2 separate regions of the Sus scrofa genome follow, and region 2 is linked to region 1. A link is a contact called in public Hi-C data. All regions are on one chromosome and are shown on one strand. The core of a region is the stretch at or near the end of the contact, and the rest is flanking DNA. Distances in the headings are between cores, read along the strand shown.

Region 1 (6,872 bases), core at 4,186-6,685:
TCCTCAGGCAGGTGTCACATACCCACCCCCAAACTCTGGGAGATGCATGTCAATCCCCCTCAGGCATTGCCTTTGAGCCCCTTGTCGCCAGGTGTCAGATGAAAGGCCGGCTCCCACCAGCCCACCCACCTTGGGGAAGGTGGGAATCTGAGCATTTCTGAGGGTTTTCTGCCCCACAAAAATCCGCCATCGCTTTCCCCCATCCTGAACCTGTTTATATCCTCCTTTGGGGCCTTGGAGACAGCTAGTCCGCTTCTTAGAAATTTCCATGTAACGGTCTGGCCCCTGGCTTTGGAATTTCCCATCTGTTGAACCTTGTTGCCGCAATGGAAACTTCCACTTGAGTGTCCTGTTATATTAACTGTTGGCCAATACAAGGAACTCCTCTGCAGCACCCCCAAAAGCAGTCCTTCAGCCTGGACAGCTGTCCAGGCATGGGCGCTCTCGACCTCCCTCTCGCCCACCTGCCCGAGTCTCCCATCCTGACTTTCAGATACTGCAAGTTGTTGGAAAGATGCTGCTCCCATGAAGCCAAGCCTGGGTCCCCATAACCTTCCCTTTAGTGGGATCAGAAATGTGTATGTGAACGGGAAAAGCCGCCTGGAAATGTGGATCAGCTGAAATGAATCTGACTGGTAACCATGAGGACACAGGTTTGATCCCTGGCCTCCCTCAGTGGGTTAAGGATCCATTGTTGCTGTGAGCTATGGTGTAGGTTGCAGACATGGCTCAGATCCTGTGTTGCTGTGGCTGTGGCATAGGCTGGCAGCTACGGCTCCGATTGGACCCCTAGCCTGGGAACCTCCATATACCGTGGGCCATCAAAAAAAAAAAGTTTGGCTGGGCTACAGGGATTCAAGTGGAAGCCAGGCTGTCACCCACACCCTGTTCTCTAAGACCACAGGGGAGCGTCTGACCTTGTCTCTGTGTTGGTTTTCTTTACTGTCACATCAAGATGCACTTGACATAACCCCTACCAAAAGCTAGCACTGGGGCACACAGTGCTCCAGCACCATTTTTCATTCTTATGACCGTAACATCCTTTCTCCGGATCTGAGAGCTGCTGGGTTGCCATGCTTGGGGGTGGGGGAGCGTTTTGATCAGGGGTCCATCCATAGTGTCTGAACTCTCCAAAAGGAAGCCTTGCCCTTCAGAGACACCCCCAGTCTTTTGCAGTTTTTCTTTCATGCTGACGTCCTTTGGACTTGGCTGATTTGTCTGCTTGCTCCAGCCCTGGCATTGCGACCTTGACCCCTCTGCCCAAGTATCCCTCTCTGTTGTGTGCAACTTGGGCCACTGTGATGGTGGCCCCCACGACAAGTGGGCCACTCAGTGTTTGGTTGCCCCATCCCCCCATGCTGAGGGCAGCGTCTCAGATGAGCAAGTGGCACGTGCTGGCGAGATGCTTGGATCAGCTAACGTTGGAGTCACTGTGGGGACAGCCGCCTAAGAGGGTATAAAGTGCATTTTGGGTGCTTCCATCGTGGACTGGTCCCCCTGGCAAGTCTCAGCCTTATGTATCCAGATGTGAACCTGGTTTATGCCCTCGAGTTAGGCTGTCTACGAAGATGGTGAGATACAGCTGCCTCCCTCCCACCCCGGGCCCTCCTCCTGCCCTGGATCATGTTGGAGACAGAGGCCCAGAGGGCAGAACTGATCTCCCTCAGCACCTCACACCTGACTTCTCTCTGCTGAAAGAACAGGGTGGTTTTTGTTGAGCCATTCAAACATCTAGACCGGCTGTCACTAGAAACAAACCTTCTACTTGCGTACACTTTACATTAGGGAGATGGCATAGTATAAACGGATAGACTGGAGTTCAGGCCATTCCTCAGCCACTTGAGATGCTTGGGCAGAGTAGTTGAACCTCTTTGAGCCTCGGTTTCCTCATCTGTTAAATGGGGAGAGCTGTACTGGATAAACAACAAAGTCCTGGACTGTAGCACAGTGAGCTATATTCAATATTCTGTGATAAACCAGAATGGAAAAGAACATGTAAAAGTAGTAAAAGTATGTATATATACACACACACACACACACACAAACGTGTGTGTGTGGCACTTTGCTATAGGGCAGAAACTAATACAACATGGGAGTTCCCATTGTGGCTCAGAGGGTTAAGAACCTGACAATAGTGACCATGAGGATGTGGGTTTGATCCCAGGCATCACTCAGTGGGTTAAAGATCCACCATTGCCACAAGCTGCAGCATGGGTTGCAGATGTGGCTCGGATCCTGTGTTGCTGTGGCTGTGGTATAAGGCCAGCAGCTGCAGCTCCAATTCAACCCCTAGCCAGGGAACTTCCATATGCTGCAGGTGCAGCCCTAAAAACAAAAAGATTTTTTGGTCTTTTTGCCATTTCTTGGGCCGCTCCCGTAGCATATGGAGGTCCCCAGGCTAGGGGTCGAATCAGAACTGTAGCTGCGGGCCTACACCACAGCTCACGGCAACACTGGATCGTTAACCCACTAAGCAAGGCCAGGGATTGAAGCCGCAACCTCATGGTTCCTAGTCGGATTCGTTAACCACTGAGCCACGACGGGAACTGAAAAATTTTTTTAAGTTAGCTGGATTACAGGAACCAGTGCATGGAATGGATTCAGCACAGCAGCCTGTCACCCAGTATGTATTCAGTAAGTAGGCTATTATTAATCATCATTTGCCTTGGACTATCGTGATGATGTCTAAAAAACTTCTAAAGCTTTGGGAAAAGTAGCACTTCTCCAGGAATCGTCGAGCAAGTCGCTTACTCTTAAAGCCTCAGATTTCACAGTAATAAATTGAGGATAACACTACAGGGCTGTTGAGAGGATTACGTGAAATAATCAGTATGAAATGCTCAGCTCAGGCCGGCCACATAGGAAGCACCCAAAAATAAGGGTGGCCATGATTCTCCCATCACAATATTATCTCCATTTCACAGATTAGAATTTGCAGGACGCTTTTTTCCTTGTGATAAATGGCTTCATGAAGACGCATTCAGATGGAAGAAGTTCTCACTGTTTTGTTCAAGAAAGAACAAGGAACATTTAGTAGCGTGTTTGCTTATAAATACCAAACTGTAGCATATGTGAAAGCCAGCTACATAACTCAACCAAACAGCTTTCTACTTTTTTTTAGGCATCAGCTCATTTCCTTGTTAAGATTTGGGTAAGTGATTTTGCCACTCGATTAGAAGTTTATGTATTATTTTTACAAGTCCCACGGAAATATGCAAACATAGCTATATTTAGCCAGATGCTTTAAATTCAGATCAGTTTATTTTGTGATCTTTCAATAAAAACACAGAGTGGGTACCTTCGTGGCACCCAAGGAGGTCTTGGAAGGAGACATGGGGGAGGAGGACAGAGCCACAGCTGCAAGAAGATGACCCAAACTGCAGACTGAGGCTTAGGCAGGGCAGAGAGCTGGCCTGCAGCAGAGCAGGGATTCCTGTTGAGGAGGTTTGCTCCCTGTGACAGGGAAATGCCTGCAGTGGTTGTTTTGTTTTGGTTTTTTTGCCTGCATTTGTTGAGCCGTTTCTTCCACGGGTCCTCTGGGATCCTGAGCCAGCAGAGTTCCTGTCCCCTTTGCTTGTTACTGACCAGGTGCCCTGCTGCATCAAATGCCGGGTTTGTGAAGAAGGGTGATAACATCATTCGCTGGGGGACTGACTCTGAAGTTGGTGTCATTCATGCCTGGACACATTGATGGACAAATGATCCAGGGGAGCAGGAAACCTACTCTTGCTGACTTACCTCTGTGGATAGTCATTTCAGCAGGAATCTTCCTTGATGTGAAATATGGCTGGGAAGCCAGAAAGACGAGAGGGGGCAGGGCAGCGGTGCCACTTCAGTTGGTTGGTCAGCGAGGGTTTATGGAGCATCTGCCCATGCACTGGGGGCAGGATGAAAAGGGAGCAGGATCTCCTGCCCTCTTCCTTGCCCAACCCCGGAGCCCACTCCCCAAGGGAGAGCTGAGCCATGTGGCCTTAGAGAACCCACCCCTGCTCCCCCGCCGCCGCCGTCCTTCGGTGCCCAAGGCTCACGGGACCCCCGTGTCAGCACATCCTCAACTCACAGCACCTACCCCAGAGCTAATGGTGGTTGTGAAGCCGAAGCCTCAGGACCTCCTACTGGCAAGAACCCCGTGTGTGCTCTTCCTAATTTCATATTCTTTTTCTAAAGAGGCCCCCAAATTGTATGAGGCTCAGGAGCCACAAAAACTGGGACTGTCCCCAGACCTGGGAGAATTGGCTCCGGGTTTTTTCGCTCCAGCCTGTGCTACTGGCACCAAGATGCTAAAACTCCAACTTGCTTCCTGTTCAGGGACAGGCTTTGCATGTGTGAGAGTGTGTGTGTGTGTCAGTCAGTCTGTCTGTCTGTCTCCTCTGCTGCAGCTAGATCCAGCTAGAAGCAAGTTCCCACCCAGAGCTCCTGACCCCGTGACTGAGGGGAGGGAGGCCCAGCCAGGGGTTGCTGTCTGGGCTCCTTCCTGGCCACCAGACACCCTCCCTGGGTGGAAAGGTCCCGGTCCCTGCAGGAAGGCAGGGCCTGCGCTCTCAGGCCTCCTGTGGCTTTGTGGTTGCTGGGAGGGAGGCCCTGCAAAGGGGCTGGGCAAAAGGAGCCAGCCCTGCATGAGGCATCAGCTGGCTAAAAAAGGCCAGTGGAAAATGCTTCTTTAAAAAAGGGGTGGTGGTGGGGGAATATCCTTGAAACTGGATCAGCTTTGGCAAAACCATCACTCTGATCTCAAGTCTTGGGAGAATGGCCGGCCAACCTACAGTACAGGGCTGTGCTGATCAAGTGTGCCGGCTGCTCTTAGCCCATCACTGTGTCTCTTTCCTCTTATTCCGCACAAGCGCTGGCTTGCTTTGCTAATCAGTCAGGATTAAATGTATTGAGAAGCAGTGAGAGGGGAAAGGCTGTTTTTATACATGAATATCTTTCTGACACTATGCAAAAGAATATCCAAGTTTATAAATCATTCTCTCAGTCAAATGCTGGCCAACTTTCGCCCCCTGGTGGAGAAGTGGAGAACTGTTTAAAAATGAGCTCTCAGGCTTCCTCATTGTTCTGACTGATAATCTGCAAAGAAATTGTCATCCTCTGATAAGTTACGACAGTAAAAGGGGCTGGATCGATAAGGGCTTGGGACTTGGGGGTGTTTTTTCCCTTGAAACTGTTTCTAAACTTAAGAGTTAATTTTATTTTAAATCTGTAAAGAGTAAAATAGTTAAAATGCCACTAGTTTTAAGGCTCACACATATTAAACTGCAGTAGACTTTTTTGGCAAAACTTTGCCACCACGCTAACTATGGCAAATCTTTACCACTCTGTAGGCTTATTTTACTCCTTGAGATTGTGGCAGAGACGTAAAATCAACCAGAGAATAGGCATTTCAACCACCAACTGGATATCTCTTAGTGATGCTAATTTACAGACTCCAGCTCACAGCCACCCATGTTGAAATCCGCTTTAGTGATGCTAGTTTAAATCATTTGTCTCAGTTCATTTACACTTATTACTAACACCTGCTAGAAAGTCACTGTTGGGCTAACTAGGTAATAGTTATTTGACTACTACTTCCTACACATTTTATGTATTTTTAAATGTAAAATGCAAAACAGACTTAAAAGGACACTGGTTCAAATATAAAAACAGTCCCAGGAAGTTCCTTAACAGTAGGTTAAGGATCCAGCGCTGCTGCAGCTGTGGCACAGGTTCAGCCCAAGAACTTTCACATGTCGTGGGTGCAACCAAAACCAAAAACCTTTCTATATATGTCATCTTCTGTTGAAATATGATTTTCACCTTTATCAACCCTTTGTTAATTACTCAACTGCTTTTAATGACTGGATCTGACCCAATTGTTTAGTTTACATTGTGTCTTCAGTCGTAAGAGCTTTCACAATGGAAACCTCATCTGCTATCTTTTGTTCACCAAGTGATAGTTCACATCCCTGATGAATGTTTATCATCACCATTGTCCTGGATCTCTGCCCCCCAATGGAGGGTGCAGCCCATTGTGTTTATATTAGTAACTTTTTTTTTTTTTTTTTTTTTTTGGTCTTTTTAGGGCTGCACCCGCAGCATATGGAGGTTCCCAGGCTAGGGGTCTAATCGGAGCTGTAGCTGCAGGTCTGTGCCACAGGCACAGCAATGCCAGATCTGAGCTGCAGCTCATGGCAGCGCCGGATCCTTAACCCACTGAGCAAGGCCAGGGATCGAACCCCCAACCTCATGGTTCCTAGCCAGATTCGTTAACCACTGAGCCACGATGGGAACTCCTAGTTTCTTGCCTTTTGTCTCACTCTGACAAAGTCCAGAGGAGGGCATGGGCCTAGGGGCTGGACTTTCTGCTGGCCTGGCCACAGCCCACGGCCCAGGCTGGTTGCTCTTGTTCATGAACCCCCACCTCCTTGCCTGTGGTTGCAGCCACCATCCTGATGATTTGAGAAGATACACACACACACCCCTTTCTCCGTTCTTGGGCATCTGTCCCCTTTCCACTGTTGAAACCAGCCATTACTGTTGAGACAGCCTGATTCGTTAATGATCCCTTGATATTCAGGTAACTGCCAGGCCAAGCAACATCAGAGTTGGTGTGTAAGTTCCCCCGAATTTCAGGATATTTTCGTTATTATTCACACAGGGTAGCTCCCTGAAGTTCAGACTCTGCTGACTAGGACAGACAGAGGAGAGAAGGGCCAACTTTAGAAATGGCTGTTTGAGCCTGGTCCATATATGAGCAATAGAGGAGTTCGTGTTTTTAGTAAAGGGCAGCGTTTTGCAGACATTTTGAGGATTGTTGTGATAAGTGCGAGGAGATGGAACCGGGGGTGGGAGCTCCAAAGGCTGGACCCTTTTTCCTTTTTTCTTCCTCTCCCCCC
Region 2 (6,336 bases), core at 3,005-5,504, 260 kb after region 1:
AGGGCTGATCCAGATGCTCCTGCCCACCATCGCTCGCAGCCCTCACGCTCCTAAGAGGAAGGTATAGATCCCCGTCCACTATCAGAAATTCCCGGGGCCATGTGTTTTAGAATTCAAAATATTTCTGGATTTTAGAGCCAGAATGCATTGTAAACATTTTCTTTTCTGTACCTGATGATCTGGATCTGTACCCTGATAGTAACCACATTCACAACTCAGCAGCTGACCATGTAGGTACTTTCACACGAAATAAAATAAACACAGACTGTGAAATGCTTCATGTCAATTCAAGGAAGGATCTTATGGCAAATTAATTCAGATCAATTAGATTTCACTGCCAAAGGAGTTAAGAAAAAAATGTTTATCTTTATAGCTTGGGGATTGGGGGGACTGTAGATAAGCAATTGCGCGCTGTGCAAAGACAAAGAAACCGAGGATCAGCAAGCGAAGAAACTTGACCAAGACACACAGTAAGTGGTGCAGCTGGACTCAGAACATTTGTCTGTCTCCAGACTTACCTGTGGCATCACTTTATTTTGATTCTTTTTTTTTTTTTTTTTTTTTGGTTCGGGTAAGAGATAGGAGACCAATCATGGGCAATGTCATAATTTCTGAAATAAAATTTGCTGTGCCATCCTGCTCATTGTTGTAGAGACCCTTGAACCAAAGCTTTAAGTCACATGAACGTGCATGATCTTTTTGTTTGCCCATGTTTGTGGCATGTCACTCTTGAGACATCTGTAGTGGGAATGATTCTGTGGTTTCAAGCACAGGGGTGCAGTTCCTACTCATGAACTTGGAAGGGGCTTTAATTAAAAAGTTATGCAGATGACAATGCAGGCAGAGTTGCTTAGACAGCAAAACCAGACAGCTCCTTTTTGTTCGACCTACTTCAAACACATATGATTACTTAACTTTATAAAAAGAAAGTCCCCAGGAGAGTAATAATTATTCCTAACTGCGCCTTTAAAAGAAATGGTCTGGCTAATAGAAAACACCCAGTCCAAGAATAATTTAAAATGTTTGCCTCTTCAGCAATAGTGCAGGCTCGCCCTGACCTGGCACTCCCCACACACATACACGCGCACACAGATAAACAGCCCCCACGCACCATATACACACATCTGTCTCTCTCACAAACACACACACAAATGTACCCACACACCAAATACACACATCTCTCTCTCACATATACATGCACACTATATATATACATCTCTCTCTCACACACACAGAGAGACCCACACACACCAAATACACACATCTCTCTCTCACACCTACACACACAGAGAGATAAACAGACTCACCCACACTATACACACCCATCTCTCACATACACACACACACACAGACCCCCACACACTATATACACACATCTCTCTCACATACACATACTCACCACACACACATAAACATATTTTTTAGACACACACTCCACATACACATCTCTCTCTCACACAGATACCACACACATCTACCACACACACACACACACACACACACACACACACACACACACACAAAATGTGCATGCTGTGGATGGTGAAGCTGGGTTGAATTTACTCTTCTTGTCATCCCTGCTGGGAGGTAGGTGCTCCACTGATGGACACTGTTAACCCTGCTACGGTCAGTGGGCCAAGGATTCAGTCCTACCAGGTTTAACCACACGACTGATCAGCCCTTTTTGGCTTCCTGGGGAGAGAATTCACTCCAGGCCAACAAAGATGGTCATCTTCCTTCTGCAGCCAAGCTCTTCAGCCTCTCCTCACAGCTAGGTTTTCACCATTGTTTTGTCTCTTGACACAGAGCTGACTAATGTGCCCAGAAAATTCCCTTCTGAGGTCAGCTTTGACATAATTGTCATTGTCAACAATGACAATTATGATGATTGCTGACTTCGTTGACTGAGAGGTTACCACGTCCCAGGCACCTCAGCAAGCTGTGTGATTTATCTAGGGAGAAGGAAAGTGAGAACTATCACAGCCTTCGGGACTGTACTGTATTGTATGCAAATAGCAGTAAATACTTCAGAGTATTGCCCTGGGTCAGGCACTGTTCTAAGTGCATTACATGTAATCCTCTCATTGTTACCCACACCACAGTGCTATACGGTAAATACCTATGTTCTGCCATCTCACAGACCGGGAAACTAAGACCCACGGAGGCTAAGTAACTTGTCAAGGGCACACAGCTAGAAAGTCTGTAGCTGGAATTCTGACTGAGACACTCAGGCCCTAAAGTCCATGTTCTTCCTGCCACAGTGGAAACGGTGTCTCTAGGCCTGAGGTCTTACTTGTCCCCGCATCTCAGCTCCCAGCACTGTACCTGGCAGAAATACATGCTTCACATGTGGTCACAGAGGAAGGAAAAGAAGTGAAAGAGAGGGAGGGAGGGGAGTTCCCATCATGGCTCAGTGGTTAGCGAATCTGACTAGGAACTATGAGGTTGCGGGTTCGATCCCTGGCCTCACTCAGTGGGTTAAGGATCCAGCATTGCCAAGAGCTGTGCTGTAGGTTGCAGACTCGGCTCGGATCTGGTGTTGCTGTGGCTTTGGCATAGGCCAGCAGCTGCAGCTCCGATTAGACCCCTAGCCTGGGAACCTGCATATGTCGTGGGTGCAGCCCTATAAAGACAAAAAAAAAAGAGAGAGAGGGAGGGAGGACACCCACTTCAGAGACACACCCCCACAGGGCCTGGGGCCTGTTAGTAACCAGTGGTCTTTTCTGAGAGAGAGGGCTGAGGGATGGGTCTTTGGAGGTTTGCTTTTGTGAGCTGACTGCCACAATCCCACAAAGGGAGAACCCTTTGCAACTTCACCATCAGGCCCAAGAACAGAGCCTGTCCGAATCCGCTCAGGAGCCCCATAGCAGGCTTAAAAGACCCTCCAGGGAGTGCAGAATATGGGGAGCACAGAAGCATTGCTCGGTAAGGAATGGTTACTGCTGGGTCCACGCTCCAATTTACAGTATTTTCTAATATGTGTAAGGAAGTACTTAGACCTGGAGATGGCAAGGAACCATGGTGATGCAGAGCAAAAGCCAAACTAAGTTGTACAACCAACCGGCCCTCTATTTCCTCAGGGTTCCAGAATCAGTCATACCTAATTCACATAGGTATCATGTTTTATAGGAGTTATTTGTTTATATCTGTATGTCCTGCCAGCCCAAGTGTTTCCAAGGCACAAGAACCTTGTTACTCATCCTTAGCCCGGTATAAGTGGTTAAAAATGTGAGCTGGGGAGTCAGATTACCTGAGATAACATTAAGGCTTCATCATTTACTGTGTGATGCTTGACAAATTACTTCTCTGAGCCTCTCTTTTCTTATTTGTTGAATAGGAAGTCATGCTAATGTTTTCCATAAGGGGACATCACCAGCTCCTGAGCAAAGATCTCTGGCTGCTGCCTCAGGAGGAATTGCACCTGGGAAAAGGCTTACTGGGGTGGGAGGGAGGAAAAAGAATTGCATCGAAATAGGATTCTGCTGCATTAGTTCATGAAAGTTTGATGATTAAGAGAGAGAGTTAGGTAAATGGCTTAGCACAGTGGCATGTGACAGAGACTGTTTCTAGTACCTACACTCTCCCTCTTTCTTTAGTAATCATGTCACCAGTTTTAGTGGGGTGTGTGGCTGGTTTTAGGAAGACCGGCTCTGGAGAACTGTGAAGAAGTGGTGGGGTGTCCATGGAGGGCAGGGGGAAATGTATCCCCTTGGCCATGGCCAAGGTCAAGGTGAGAGGAATACTGAGCACTCTGTTGGTGGTGGTGGAGAGGAGTCGGGAGCATCAGGGTGTTTCCAGGGCAGCATCAGCCAGACCTTATGAATGACACAGGGAGAGAGGGAGGTAGGTGAGAGGGAGGGAAGAAGCCCGAGGACACCCGGGTTTGCAGCATGGTGACTAAGTGTGGGGACTTAGCCATGAATAACTTGCTGAGCTAGAGAACGGAAGAGGAGGAACAGGTTTGGGAGGCAGGTAAAGAGTGGAGTTAAGGACACACTGGGTCGAGGGGGATGTCCCATCCAGATGTCCGGCTCAGTTCCTTTGTCCACTGCCTCTGTGGAATGGAGGTGTTTCATCACCAACACGAGCCCAGAGAAGGGTTTTGCAAAGAGCCGGTGAATGTTCTGTGCCTGGAAGATCCAAACAGCCCTGAGACAGCAGCTTTCACACACACACAGCTCACAGCCAGCCCTCGGGCAGCTCCCCCTGCCCTTCTGGGTTTGCTTCCAAGCCTGCAGCTCAGCCTAGCCTTGCCCCGCCCCAGGCTCCCTGGGTGGAAAACAAAAGGTGTGTATCCACAGCACAGAACGACCATACCCACCCTATCAGCAATGGTGCTGTGAAACGTTTGGTCACAGTAAGCAAGTTTTGGTTTTACCGCAGAGCCCTTTCCGTGAAAATAGCTAAGGCAATAAGGTTGAACTGTGCAGCTAACGATGGAGTCCTCTCTCCATTGCTGTTCTGCTCCCTGCAGACATTTCCTGTAATTCTAGTTTGCACCAACTCCATGCGGGCTCTTCCACGTCTTGGAAAACTACAAAGGTCCTGAAACAAGTATGCTACCCAATCTCCTGACCTCAGACCAGGAAGGTCAAACTGCAAGGATGGATGACTTGCTTTCACAGCAGGGAGTTTTTTAAGAGGTGACCTCAGCCACCTTGGAGACACAGGCCTGCGTTTAATCAACGCTTGTTGGTGCCTGTCACTACACAAAATCCTGTGACTGTATTATCTTATTTAATCCTTAGATCCAAACAACAAAGCAGGGAAGATGAGGCTCAGAGAAGGTGAGGCACTTGCCTAATGCTGCCCAGCTAATAAATGCTGGAGGTGGGATTCCACTCAAACCTGTTTCGCCCCAGGTCTCGATGCCTGACCATTAGGCTGAACCACCCTCCACCATCAGCCTAGGATTTCCTCCCATTATTGATAAGACCAGAGTTAGCATTGCTTTGTCCTTTAGTTCCAGGTCCTCGAGCTCAGTGTGCCCTATTTTTCATGTGTGGTTTTTCACGTGGGGGCTGTTTTACCAAAAGGAGCGTTTGGTTTTCCACCATCTACCCACTGTTAGAAAAGGAAAGGTCTTGGCCATGAGGAAACTCAGAAGAGGTGTCTCTGGACCTACTTGCTCTCCAGGAAATGATGAGTGGGGTCGACAGTGGGGCTCTGGTTTTACTGCAGAGCATGGCCACTTGGTGAGCTCTTTGTGCAGGTGATCCTTGCGCCTAGATGAGGGCCTAACAGTCTTAAAAAAGAAAAGCTATCTATTTGGATCCACATTCATGTACTTTTTTTTTTTTTTTTGTCTTTTTTCTTTTTTTTTTTTTTGTCTTTTGTTGTTGTTGTTGTTGTTGCTATTTCTTGGGCCGCTCCTGCGGCATATGCAGGTTCCCAGGCTAGGGGTGAATCGGAGCTGCAGCCACCGGCCTACGCCAGAGCCACAGCAACGCGGGATCCGAGCCGCGTCTGCAACCTACACCACAGCTCACGGCAACGCCAGATCCTTTAACCCACTGAGCAAGGGCAGGGATCGAACCCGCAACCTCATGGTTCCTAGTCGGATTCGTTAACCACTGCGCCATGACGGGAACTCCTCATGTACTTTTTATAAAGCAAATCTGGGATATGCATGTTTAGAGTTGTGAGGTGAAATAAACAGGAAAGGATGGAAATGTCTAGAAGAGACGTTGATATTTCTGTCTTCTCTCTGAATTGTTTCTGTATCCCCTGAGCCTCCCTCTTCCTTTCTCTTTGTTTGTCTCCATCACTATCTTTTCGGGTAGACACTGGGTCATCAGGATGGAAGAGGCTGTGGTGTTTACAAGGATGGTAGAGGAAAAAGCGAGGTAGTACCCCAGCTTTAAACATTTCAGTCCAGAAGCAGCACTTCTGATCAAATTTCACTGCCTAGAGCTAGTTCCAGGGCTGGGGAAAATGCTCTCTCCTTGTGCCCAGGCAGGAGAGGAGAGGGGACCTGGCGCACTGTGACCTCCATCACTGAGATTTTCCTTTGTTGTTTACTGATGCTTATTTGTTGACGTGATTAGGGACAAGGGGAATTCTGATAAGATTCAATGGCAATGGTACAGGGTTGTTTGTGACGGTTTTTTTTTTTTTTTTAACTTTGTGAAGGTGTGATTTATAGATCATGAAATTCACCCATTTGCAGTGTACAATTAAATGATTTTTGGTAAATTTAGCGCATTGTGCAACTAGGTGGTGGAAGAGTTTTTTAATCTCCTTGAATCCCACCACTAAAACATTTACAGCCTCTAGGTGAGCAAAACCAAAAACTCAACAGACAACACCAACACCTACTACCAAACCTGGCAAGCA

The links. A called contact is a pair of places that touch in the nucleus more often than the background predicts.
Region 2: a Hi-C map of epiblast stem cells shows a contact between it and region 1, with 2.2 times the contacts expected there. The contact joins two enhancer-like sites. A contact is called at or near these places in 1 of 5 promoter capture datasets (liver), 26 of 47 Hi-C or Micro-C datasets (adipose tissue, blood, brain and 12 more) and 2 of 2 datasets of contacts at active chromatin or transcription factors (alveolar macrophages and skeletal muscle).

The regions. Positions count from the first base shown.
Region 1 is chr6:144,846,791-144,853,662 of Sscrofa11.1, forward strand. All of the region lies in intron 2 of GNG12 (guanine nucleotide binding protein (G protein), gamma 12), which reads left to right. Among named protein-coding and RNA genes, the nearest start is that of GNG12, 68 kb to the left of the region's middle. Within about 2 kb of position 5,436, at least 36 of the 83 cell types and tissues checked have an H3K27ac peak or open chromatin away from gene starts, as enhancers often do. A contact at or near this core is called in epiblast stem cells, where this site is marked.
Region 2 is chr6:145,104,412-145,110,747 of Sscrofa11.1, forward strand. No RefSeq gene overlaps it. Among named protein-coding and RNA genes, the nearest start is that of SERBP1, 79 kb to the right of the region's middle. Within about 2 kb of position 4,255, at least 12 of the 83 cell types and tissues checked have an H3K27ac peak or open chromatin away from gene starts, as enhancers often do. A contact at or near this core is called in epiblast stem cells, where this site is marked.